Linked DNA regions of Mus musculus: region 1 is linked to region 2. The links are chromatin contacts, called in public promoter capture Hi-C maps. All regions are on one chromosome and are shown on one strand. Each heading gives the region's core, a stretch centred on a gene start, on an enhancer-like site or on the middle of the called end of the contact. The rest is flanking DNA. Distances are from core to core; before and after follow the strand shown. Region 1 has its middle 19 kb from the start of Gm13584. Region 2 overlaps Dennd1a (DENN/MADD domain containing 1A).

Region 1 (5,103 bases), core at 1,037-3,536, 540 kb after region 2:
ACACACACACACACACACACACACACACACACACACTATTCCATACGTTGAAGTTCTAACTATAGGTATCTGTAGATGTGGCTGTATTTGGAAATTGTCTCCTTTCAGGTGAGAGGCCATGAGGAGAGAAACTAGCTGGTCATTATGACTGCTGTCCTTATAAGAAGCAGGCTATCTGGACACAGATATGGACAGAGGAAATGCCACACAGCACCAAAGGCAGAGATCGTCAAGGGACACAGCTCTGATAGCTGCTGGATGGTAGAAGAGACCGGGAAGGATTCTGCCTTGAGTCTCAGAGGGAGGCTGACCCCCGCTTACCACTGACCTTAGCAACTGACCTCTAACCTCCTGAACTATGAAAGAACTCAGCGCTGGGGTTGAAGCTGTTCAATTTGGGATTCTTCGTTAGCACCACCTTAGGAAAGAACTATGAGTTGAAAGATGATAAGTATAAAATCACACTATTGATCCCAAAATTAAAAACACACACAGAAAATATCTACATTGTTTCTAGATTTGAAAAAGTAGACTAGCTAGGTGTGGAGGCACACACCCTTAATCCCAGCAATCCAGGGGTCAGAGGCAGGCAGATCTCTATGAACTCAAGGCCAGCCCAGTCTACATAGGGAGTTCTACCAGGGCTTCACAGGGAGACTCTGGCTCCAAAACAGCAACAAAAACAAAGGAAAAGCAGAGCAGGAGAGCTCTCTGACTGATCATGGCCATCTCTGCGAGAGTGTGCAGGTATGCATGCACATGCCTGTAAAGGCTGGAGGCCAACCTCAGGTGTCCTTCTTCAGGCACTATCCACCTTTCTTTCTGAGCAACTCAAGATCATGCGTTCCCAGAGGTCCGTGCTGAACAGCCACTGTGGCCTTGGAGAGATAGACCCATCCCTGGAGTGGCCCAGCCCTCAAGGTCCCTCTGATTTAGATGTTCTGGGACCTTAGCCTCTTGGTAGGAGTGACCCCTGGAAGCTCTCAGTTACCCCATCTGGAAAGTGGGAGTGAGGACCCTCTAGCCCATCTGCTGATAGGCTGTACCTATGCCACCTTCTCTCCAGGCTTGGAGGGTCTGGTGAACCCTGTGCCTAATGCAAACCTTGAGAATTCAAACAAGAAAATGACAATAAATGTAATAACTCCTCCACACAGTACCGATGCTGCTTGTGAGCTATGTTGTAACTACTTCACATACTTAGCTCATCCAGTATTCCTGTGAAATAGGTACTATTTTCTCACTGGGGCAGGGTACACAGACTAGAATAGTTTTGTCACATATCCAAACATACACAGAGCTAAAGGTCAGAACAAGTGGTATGGCCCCAGGTGAGCTTTTCCTGCATTTCTCAATGTGGATGCTGTCATTCCCACCTCCCAGGTGAGTAGATGGAGCCTTAGAGCAGACATGGATTCCAGGTGCCTGATGACAGTGTAAAGCCAGGTGGCTTCAGTCAGGGCCCTACCCTGCTTCACTCAACTCCAGGTCCTTTCTGGCCTATGGGAAAGCTGAAGAGTAGGATCTTGGTGCACCATTGCCCCAGGACAGGGGGAGAGATGGGTGGTGCCTGTGTGGACAGCCTCTGGGGTGTTGAAGAGCAGGGCCTGGGATCACCAGGGCCTTTAGAAGTCGAAGGGTGAGCAAGGTCGGTGCTGAGGTTCCTGCCTCCCCTTGTCCCAACACCCACTCTTCTCTGAAGTGCTGTCTCATCTCAGGTTTGTTTGTGTTAACGACTAATGACTAGATGACAAACCTTTCACGTGCCTATCATAGGGGTCTCACAGCCATGTTCAGCCTCTTCCTCAGAGTACAGATCTCTGTGGTAATGCTCAGGGATTATTTAGATCTATCTGCAAAGAGCTGTGGAGATGGAGCCCTGCCAGAGAGACCAGGGAGGCATCTGAACACGACCTCACACACATTTTCCCCGCCCAGACTCACTATCATGTACTCAACACACAGCTTGCCATCATTCACATTCATCATAGTAACCCAGCAGAGCCAGCCCATCAGCTGCCTGACAGGTTCCGGGCACTTGCCTAGGGAATCAAGAGTAGTAAGGAAGGGCTCAGGGAAAGGAGCCAGGCATTGGCAGTGCAGGCCTTTAATCCCAGCACTGGCAGAGGCAGGCAGATCTCTGTGAATTCAGGGCCAGCCTAGTCTTTAAATACAAATGAAGAAACAAACAACAACAAAAAGGACCAGACTTACAGGCGCCCAGAATGCTTATTCTAACGTTCAGCCAGTGCGTAGGCCAAAGCCATCACTGTAGGCTAAAGGGTTTTGGCTAGGGTCTGGCTCTGTCTGTGTGTGTAGACTGCTCCACACAGTGTGGCAATCCTTCCTCCTGTGAGCTGCATACAAGAATATGTTGCAACAATTGGAATTTGGAATCCTGAAAAGTTATCCTTCCCTCCCACCCCAAATCTCTCCCGAACCCAAGCGAACAGATTTATTTTTAGCAATCCGTCCTTATTGCAAATTTTCCAAAGCACTCGATTTAGTTCTTCTCAACACATTCCTTTTGTTATACAGGGTTCATTTCTTTGTGTTTTATCTAGCTAAATGATGTAATTACAACAATTCAGACAACACAGCCAGCGCTGGTTGGCTACAGACTTCACTGATTCTGGTAGCACAGCTCAGTCGGTGGGAAGAAAGGTTCGGTGGGGAAGGTTCCAGAAGCTCTAACCATAGGTATTTCTGGGCAGGGTCAGAGTGTTTGGGCTTGTGACTAGAGAATAGCCGTGAGTCCAGTGGGACAGTGTCAATATCTTCTGCTGGATTTAGGTCACAAGGCTGCTGAGACCATCAGAAACCACTTAGGGCTCTGCCCAATACACAAGGATCCTCCATGCTGCCTTGCACCCCAAGTCCTTTGTACCCACCATCTACTTGCTGTTTGGTTGGTTGTTTTCAAAATGTTGGGGATTGAACTTAGAGCTTTAGCCATCCCAACTAAGAGGTCTACCAACCTACACCCAAGTCCTCTAAATATACTGTCATAGCTCTGGCCTACAAGGGCTGATTCCCTGTGCTATAGGGGGTTCTTGCAGGTAGGAACAGATCTTCCTCTTGCCCTTGGGTCCCAGTGACTTATTGGTGTGATGTCTAGCTAAGCCAGAGCTCTTGATTACTACATTGCATGTGGCACATATATGTAGGGATGGGATCATTCTAACCAGGGTCAGGTGGCCTTCTGGAGACTATGGAATGAGCCCCTGGTTCCTACAGAGGCCTGAGAGGTGGGTCTCACAGCCTTGACTGAGCTCAGACAGTGCTGTGTTAAGCCAGCCTCACACCCATGGCTATATATGGCTAACTGCCCCTAATTGGATCCCTCCATCTAGGCACCTCAATGTTCATCCCTGAGATGTTTTCCCTTCCTGTAGCCTTCATGATAGCACGCTATTGGCTCTTTCCTCATCTCTAAAGTAAGAGACTCTTGATAGGCACGTGAAAGGTTTGTCATCTAGTCATTAGTCGTTAACACAAACAAACCTGAGATGAGACAGCACTTCAGAGAAGAGTGGGTGTTGGGACAAGGGGAGGCAGGACCCTCAGACACTTCGGAAGACTGCAAACTAGTGCAAGCCACTCTGGAAAGCAGTTTCTCCAAAAGTTCAACACAGGGCTGAGAGTTATGACTCAGAAAGTAAATGTACCTGCTTTACAAGCCTGATGTCCTGAGTTCAAATCCTGGAACCTGAAATAGAAGGAGAGCACCAACTCCCTAGAATTGTCTTTTGACCTCCACAAGTATGTGGCACGTATTCAACCATGCTCTCTCAGGCATACATTATTCTCTCTCTCTCTCTCATATATACATTACTATTACTACTTCTAGCAACAACAACAATAATAATAGACAAAATAATTTTTTAGAAAAGTTTAACAAAAAAAGCTACCATATGATTCAGCCACTCCTTGGTGTCGTCACCCAAGATGAAAGAAAGCATTTTTTATACAAAGGTTCCTGTGATGATTATAAACAGCATTGTTTATAATTCCTAAACCTGGAAATAGCCATCACTATGAATGGATAGACAAAATATAATGATATAGCCACACAATGGAATATTACTTAGCCATGAAGAGGACCCAAGATTCCCATTGCTTGAAGGCTGAGCTATAACAGTGTCATGCTAAGTAAAGGGTGCTGGCTGATATACTATTGGATTTGTAAGAAGTTTCCACAAAAGATATAGATATTGAGACAGCATATTACATGGCTAACTGCTCCCAATTGGACCCCTAATTAGTCACCTGAGGCTGAAGGTGAGAAAAAGGATCAATAGTAAAAAGGCCTGAGAAATCTTAAGTATGTTGAAGTCATCTAAAACTAAGGGTTGGTGCTACTGGGAAAAATTATTAATATTCACTAACTTTTATACTCAAAGTTTGTGAATTTTACAATGTGCAAAACATACCTTAGTGAGGTTTTTTTTTTTTGGAAAGATGAGATGTACATGGCTAATAAAACGTGCCAGCATCACACAGCTGTGCATGCACACATCACTGTACGCTGAGTGCTTTACTGCAGGTCAGGCACCACACTGATGAGCCAGCTGTAGTGAGTCAAGGTAGTTAAGTTAGATCTTGCTCTATGTGTGTGATGCATGGAGATGTTAAAGGACTGGCCCAAGGCTGCAGAGTGGTGGCAGGAGACTGGCAGAGTGACACTGTTCCATGTCTGCCTCATCCAGTGGGGATGATGGAGGCTCAGAGAGTGGCCATCAGGATTCACACTCAGTCAGGAGGCCCATGATTGTGTCTTGTCCTCTGTGTCCTAATGGTGTCACAAGTATTCTCTAATCTCTGCGGTGGTGACAATAATCAGAAGGCAGGATTTTCCGATTCCCACATTTTGTTTGTTTTATAAGACAGGTTCTTACTATGTAGCCCTGGCTGGCCTGGGTTTTGGTATGTAGGCCAGGCTAGTTTCTGCCTCCTTTATGCTAGGATTAAGAGTGTGAACCACCACATTCAGTTGCCTCACCTCCATTTTTGAGAATCAGTCACACTCCCTGGGCCCAGAGCCCATCTTGCTCCTAGTCTCTAGAAAGTAGGATTGTAGCCTCTGACTCTTCATTTTCTCTG
Region 2 (5,387 bases), core at 155-2,654:
TCAGGGAGGGGTGGGTCACTCCTTTCTGAAGGGTCACACAGGAGGAAGGAGGAAGACAGAACTACAACTCAAGAGGCCACCATAGGGTAGGAAGTTTTTAGTGCCCCCTACAGGTAAAGAGAAAGTGTGCAGCTACTGGATTAAAAGTGCATTCTCTTATATTTTTGGTTGTAAGTCTAGCTTTTAACGGCTGAGCTCTCTAGCCCAAAAGTGCATTCTCTAGACAGCCTGAACCAGGGAAACAGAACGCAATTTGGCAATATTCTTCTGCAGGTCAAGCCTGGTGGGGACATACTCCTAGGGAAGTGCCACTGTCTCGCTTAGGAAGCTACGGCTGGAATCCCTGTCATTTCTCCTTCCTAACTCTGAGCAAACTGAACTTCAAAGGAGGCTAGGCTACAGCAGAACTTGGCCCCTTTGTGCCATTTATCCAGAGAAATAATGTTCTCCATCTTTTTTTTTTTTTTGTTCTAGGGATGAAGCAGAGCAGGCATGGAATAAAGCAGCACTATAGGATCTACGAACAATCACTTGCCAATGGTCACAGATTCCCTGAAAGCTATTTCAGAGGCTTTGAAAAATCTATCACAGATGAACAAGGGATGGAAAAGGGGCCTTGCTCAGTTATATTAGAGATGGACTCTCCACACATGGTGGTGACCTCTTCATAGGTCGGCCCCACATTCTCTATTTGCAATTCAAACCCAAGGCAAGAGCAAAGAGGGCAAGATTGGGTTCTTGATTATGTGTGCGAGGTCACCATTGCTATGCAGAGTTAGAGGAGGCCAGGTGGCAACCCAGCACATTGGAAAATTGGGTCTTTGCTGGCGACTGCCTCAATTTTATAGTAGAAACCAAACTTCTGATGCCTGTGTTAGGTGTATGGGGAGTCATAGAGACAGGTTCCATATTGCATGAAGCGGGTGGATGGAAGGGGAGAAAAAAGCCAAGGAAATATTTTCCACTACAGTGAGATAGGTCAGGAGAAGCTAAATCCTAAATTAGCTCAAGAAAAAGAGCTGGAGAGTACCAGAGACAAGGGGCCTGTATGTACTGAACAATGCTGGGGTTTCAATTACAAAACAGCTCTTCCAAGAACAACTGTGAAATATCAAGTCTGTGGAAATCTGTAAGAGCCAAGGGGGGAAAAGTGAAAATTGAAAAGGGTGCACTAATAGATCTGTCAACAGTCCAGTGGTGACAAGCCACATTTCTATAAAATGCCTTCACCATTTGTGTCACCTGAGAGACACTGACTCTGTAGAACATTATCTCCTGAAGCTATTCTTGAAAAGACTGGTGCAGGCTGAGGATGGGGGGAGGGGAAAACTCTTTACAGTCTGTGAAGGAAGGAAAGGTGGACTGTGTGTAGGGAACATGCTCTAGACTGTGTAAATGAGCCTTTAGGTAAACACAGGAAAAAAGCTGAGCTCTGCTAGCTGCTGTAGAGAGACTGTGAGCGGGGAAGGAACTCTGATGGCAGTCTCTGGCTTCATGGTCAGCAGGAGCAAGGAGACCCATGAGGCCTTTTGTCTGGCACCTGAGGAGGGACCCCACCTTTGCTTATTTCAGGCATTATACCAAATAATCATAGCCTACAATTTAGACGCTGGGGGGTGGGGAGCCCCCGCCTGGACACATGTAATTCATCTCCACGCGACTGGGACAGGGGATGAAAGGTATCATCAGTGACTCAGATAATATCTATGTAGAGTCCCACCTGCCATTGTCTGCCAGGGTGAGCAGACTGCCATGCAGTCTGTGGATTGTGTTACATGGTTTGTAGCACAGGATGAGAACCTCAGTTGTTAAGAATTCATTGTCAGCCAAAGCGGGAATTTAAATGCTTAGTAAGAGCAAATTATTTTCCAATTAAAAGAAAGGAATCAATTCCTTCGACCCATTTCAAGTTAATGAGGATTTCCCCAACTTTATAAAGTTGAAACTGCTTTCAATTAAAACAGAACCAACACACACTGCCTAGATAGTGGTACAATTAGGGGTTTGGGGGAAATGGCCCCAGATATCTTTTGCAAAAGAAAATACACGTTTGGGGGAAGCAGTAGGCGGTACAGAGTGGAAGTATTCTGACAGCAGAGGTCAACAGATCTGACATCTAATCCTGTCTTTGCTAGGCTCATACAATGTGGCCTTGGGCGAATTACCTCACCTGTGAATTAGTCTCTTTACTCACAGCTTTGTTCTAGGGATTTGGGGTGACAGCTTCTACTCTGGCTCATCTTGAACATGGAGTGGCAATCACAGTATTGGCAGGCATGCTACAATGGTGTTACACGCACACCACTGCCCGGCTCTGGTTACACAGCTGTACCCCCCTGGGACCCAAGTTATAGAAATTCCAGCCACAGCCACTACATGCAAATTTTTTGATGGACCATAGAGACAATCCGAGCCTCTGCTTGCTTGCATGTACCTTATGCATAGGCTAGGCTACTCTTGCTCTGTGCAGCGTTGGGGGAGACCTATGGTATTCCCTTCCTGCTTGCTCATTGTGTGTATCTGCTTGGAAACAGGGTGGTCCTTTCTCTGGGTATGCTTTTGGGTTTAAGTTAGACCAGAGCGTAGGCAGGGTGGCTGTAGGAACAGAGTGACACCGGGATGGTGGAGAGTATGTATGAGGGAGCCAGTGTTGCTGGGTTCCTGCAAATCCCAGGCCTGGTGGGGTGGGTTGGGAGACAGTGGTAACTCTGAACTCACTCGCCTTTGTGGGTTTAAGCCCACAAAGAGTCTTAATGTTATTTGAAGACATTTTTTTGTCTGTGAATATTTATAACAGTGTGAAACTCCCGGACAGCTGGTAATGCATTTTGAAGTGTGCTAACAACACTGTATCAAACAGCCTTCTATTGATCACATCCTACTTTTTTGTGGCCACGCATTTCATACACGGTGCTTATACATTTTGAATAAGAACTTCAAGTACCTTTTGCTTCAAGCGGTTTTTCACCTCCTTTATTCCCATTTTTGCATGATCTTTTGCCTGCATGAAAAATTAATTTAAGTTAAGATTCCCTTTCTGTTTCCAGCCGGGTCTATGCTTGATTTCAGTCCACCATGAATCACCTTCTCTGATTACTAGAAAAACGAAGAAAAAAATGGGATCATCAAGTTGAAAAATATAATGGCCATGAAAACAAATACTAAGGTAAAAGGCTTAAAAAAAATCCCTTAAAGGAGCGGCAGAGATTTCATTTTCTGCATTTTGATGGCAGAGACTGTTTTTCTTCTTTCCCTTCCCAGGCCTTTCTTCTGCTCTCTATAATTATTTACCTCAGCAGCCTGGTGACAGCTACCAGTAAAAGAACAGTAGCTTTACCTGTCACAAGACTCAGAACCCCACTATACTTTACCAGGGCCAGGCCTCAGGGTCCATCACCTTTCCAGGTTGAAACAAAGCAGTTGCTAGGTTCTTATAGCACCATTTCCTAAATTTCATTTTAGAAGACACCCTGGCTTCTATTTTCTGCCAGTTTTGACCTGCGCATCTCTGCTGGTAGCCACTCATCCAGTATGGGAACTAGAGTTTAAGCACAGGAAATACTAACACGATTAAAAATAAAAATAAGCTGGGCGGTGGTGGCACACGCCTTTAATCTCAGCACTTGGGAGGCAGAGGCAGGTGGATTTCTGAGTTTGAGGTCAGCCTGGTCTTCAAAGTGAGTTTCAGGACAGCCAGGGCTATACAGAGAAACCCTGTCTCGAAAAGATAAACAAACAAACAAACAAACAAAACAAAACAAAACAAAACAAAACAAAACCACCCCATGTATGTGGCTCATGGTCAAAACAAGCAAGTAGGGAAAAACACAAGAACAAATGCTTGAGGTTTGTGAGAGATGGAGTCAGGAACAGATGTATCTCCTGTGGGCATGCGTCTCACAACACACTTCCTATAGGACAATGGTAAGAAAGGGGATGAAGAATCGGGACAAAACTGAGGGTGTTCTCCCCACTGTGCCCATGGTTATAAAACAGACAGCTTCCCAATCCTCTGGTCTCTACACTTCCTGTATATAACCATACATATAACCTGCCATGGGGAAGTTAAAAATGAGGGGTCATCTCTTCAACACACACACAGTCCTGGTTATAAATCAGCAATGCCAATCAATTCTCAGAACATTGAGACTGCTAAGAAATGGCATGGCCACCGTTTGGCCACTTCTGCAATCGAGGTCTTGATACACTTGAGAGTCAAGTTGTATCAGGCATAGTGGCATACATCCAGCACTTGGCAGGAAGACGCAGAGGAATCTCTGCGAGTTTGAGGCCAGCCTGGTCTACATAGTGAGTTCCAGGACAGCCAGGGCTATATGATGAGACTGTCTCAAAAACAACAACAACAGCAACAACAACAACAAACTAAACCAAATCAACAGAGAAACCCCAACCAAACCACCACCACCACCATCACCACCACCACCATAAAACCCCCAAACAAACAAAACAGAAACAAACAAGAAGAGTCTAGTTTTATGAAGGAACCCATCCATGGCTTCCAGACTTCACCCAGTACTTACAAACTTGTAGACAGTCTTCATGGCTGGGTTAGCTTTTGTTTTTACAGTATTCAGAATCGCACCACTTCCTTTCTGTAATAAAAATGTCAATCAGCAATGTGGGCTGGAGGGAGAGTGGGCCAGCACCAACAAAAAGGGTTTCTCTTTAATCAAGCCAGACAACATTTCCAGAGCATGTGATGTGAGAAGAGAAGCAGGCCCAGGTGGTTACTGGGGTCAGTTAGGGCTATGGCAGACTCTGACTCTCTGTCTCTCTTTCCCTCCTCCTCTGTGTATACACATGCACACACATGTGTGGGGGCTGGGAAAGAGGCATGTGATAACTTGTCAAGGGGAGACAGTAGGCTCAATGTTTCACCCAGCACCTGCCCCTGTCCAGGCTATTTGAGGCATGAGTTTCTTTATGATCATCAGAAGCTCTTTAAAAAATTTTTCTAATTACCACAGATAGTGTTCTGTCATATTTCATAGCTGTGAACCACCTCGCTGACTCCACACTAGGGAAGAAAACAGGGTCCTGATCAAGCAGAAGCCCCTGGCAATATGGTTTGTCACTTTCCCTGGGGAGCATGGGAGGAAGATATGGATGAAGGGTTTCTATTGCTTAGGAGGCAGCCAAGTGAAGTGCTCAGGCCATCAGGGGAATCGTACCCCTGTAGCATGTTATATGGCTGTAAGTGCTCTGAGTCAAGGGAGGGGTTTCTTTGGAGACCACCAGGCTTTGTGTGTATGGGTGAGAGACACAGCAGGTAAATGAGCACATTTGGATGGTGAGAGCTACACTGGTTATCTGCAGGGAGTTTGGAGTCCAGAAGACTGAGGAGGGCCTCGGAGGAGAAAACATGA

What was found. Capture Hi-C pulls out chosen DNA fragments and counts their contacts.
Region 1: a promoter capture Hi-C map of adipose tissue shows a contact between it and region 2, with 2.9 times the contacts expected there. The contact joins two enhancer-like sites. A contact is called at or near these places in 1 of 15 datasets of contacts at CTCF or cohesin (large pre-B cells), 2 of 484 Hi-C or Micro-C datasets (Th2 cells and bone marrow-derived macrophages), 8 of 115 datasets of contacts at active chromatin or transcription factors (embryonic basal ganglia, embryonic forebrain, embryonic hindbrain and 5 more) and 2 of 9 other capture datasets (adipose tissue and embryonic stem cells).

Annotation. Positions count from the first base shown.
Region 1 is chr2:38,385,750-38,390,852 of GRCm38.p6, forward strand. No RefSeq gene overlaps it. Among named protein-coding and RNA genes, the nearest start is that of Gm13584, 19 kb to the left of the region's middle. Within about 2 kb of position 2,287, at least 8 of the 459 cell types and tissues checked have an H3K27ac peak or open chromatin away from gene starts, as enhancers often do. A contact at or near this core is called in adipose tissue, where this site is marked.
Region 2 is chr2:37,849,452-37,854,838 of GRCm38.p6, forward strand. It overlaps Dennd1a (DENN/MADD domain containing 1A), which reads right to left. Exons shown (of 23, transcript NM_001362973.1): 17 at 4,542-4,613; 18 at 2,945-3,001. Among named protein-coding and RNA genes, the nearest start is that of Crb2, 76 kb to the left of the region's middle. Within about 2 kb of position 1,405, at least 8 of the 459 cell types and tissues checked have an H3K27ac peak or open chromatin away from gene starts, as enhancers often do. A contact at or near this core is called in adipose tissue, where this site is marked.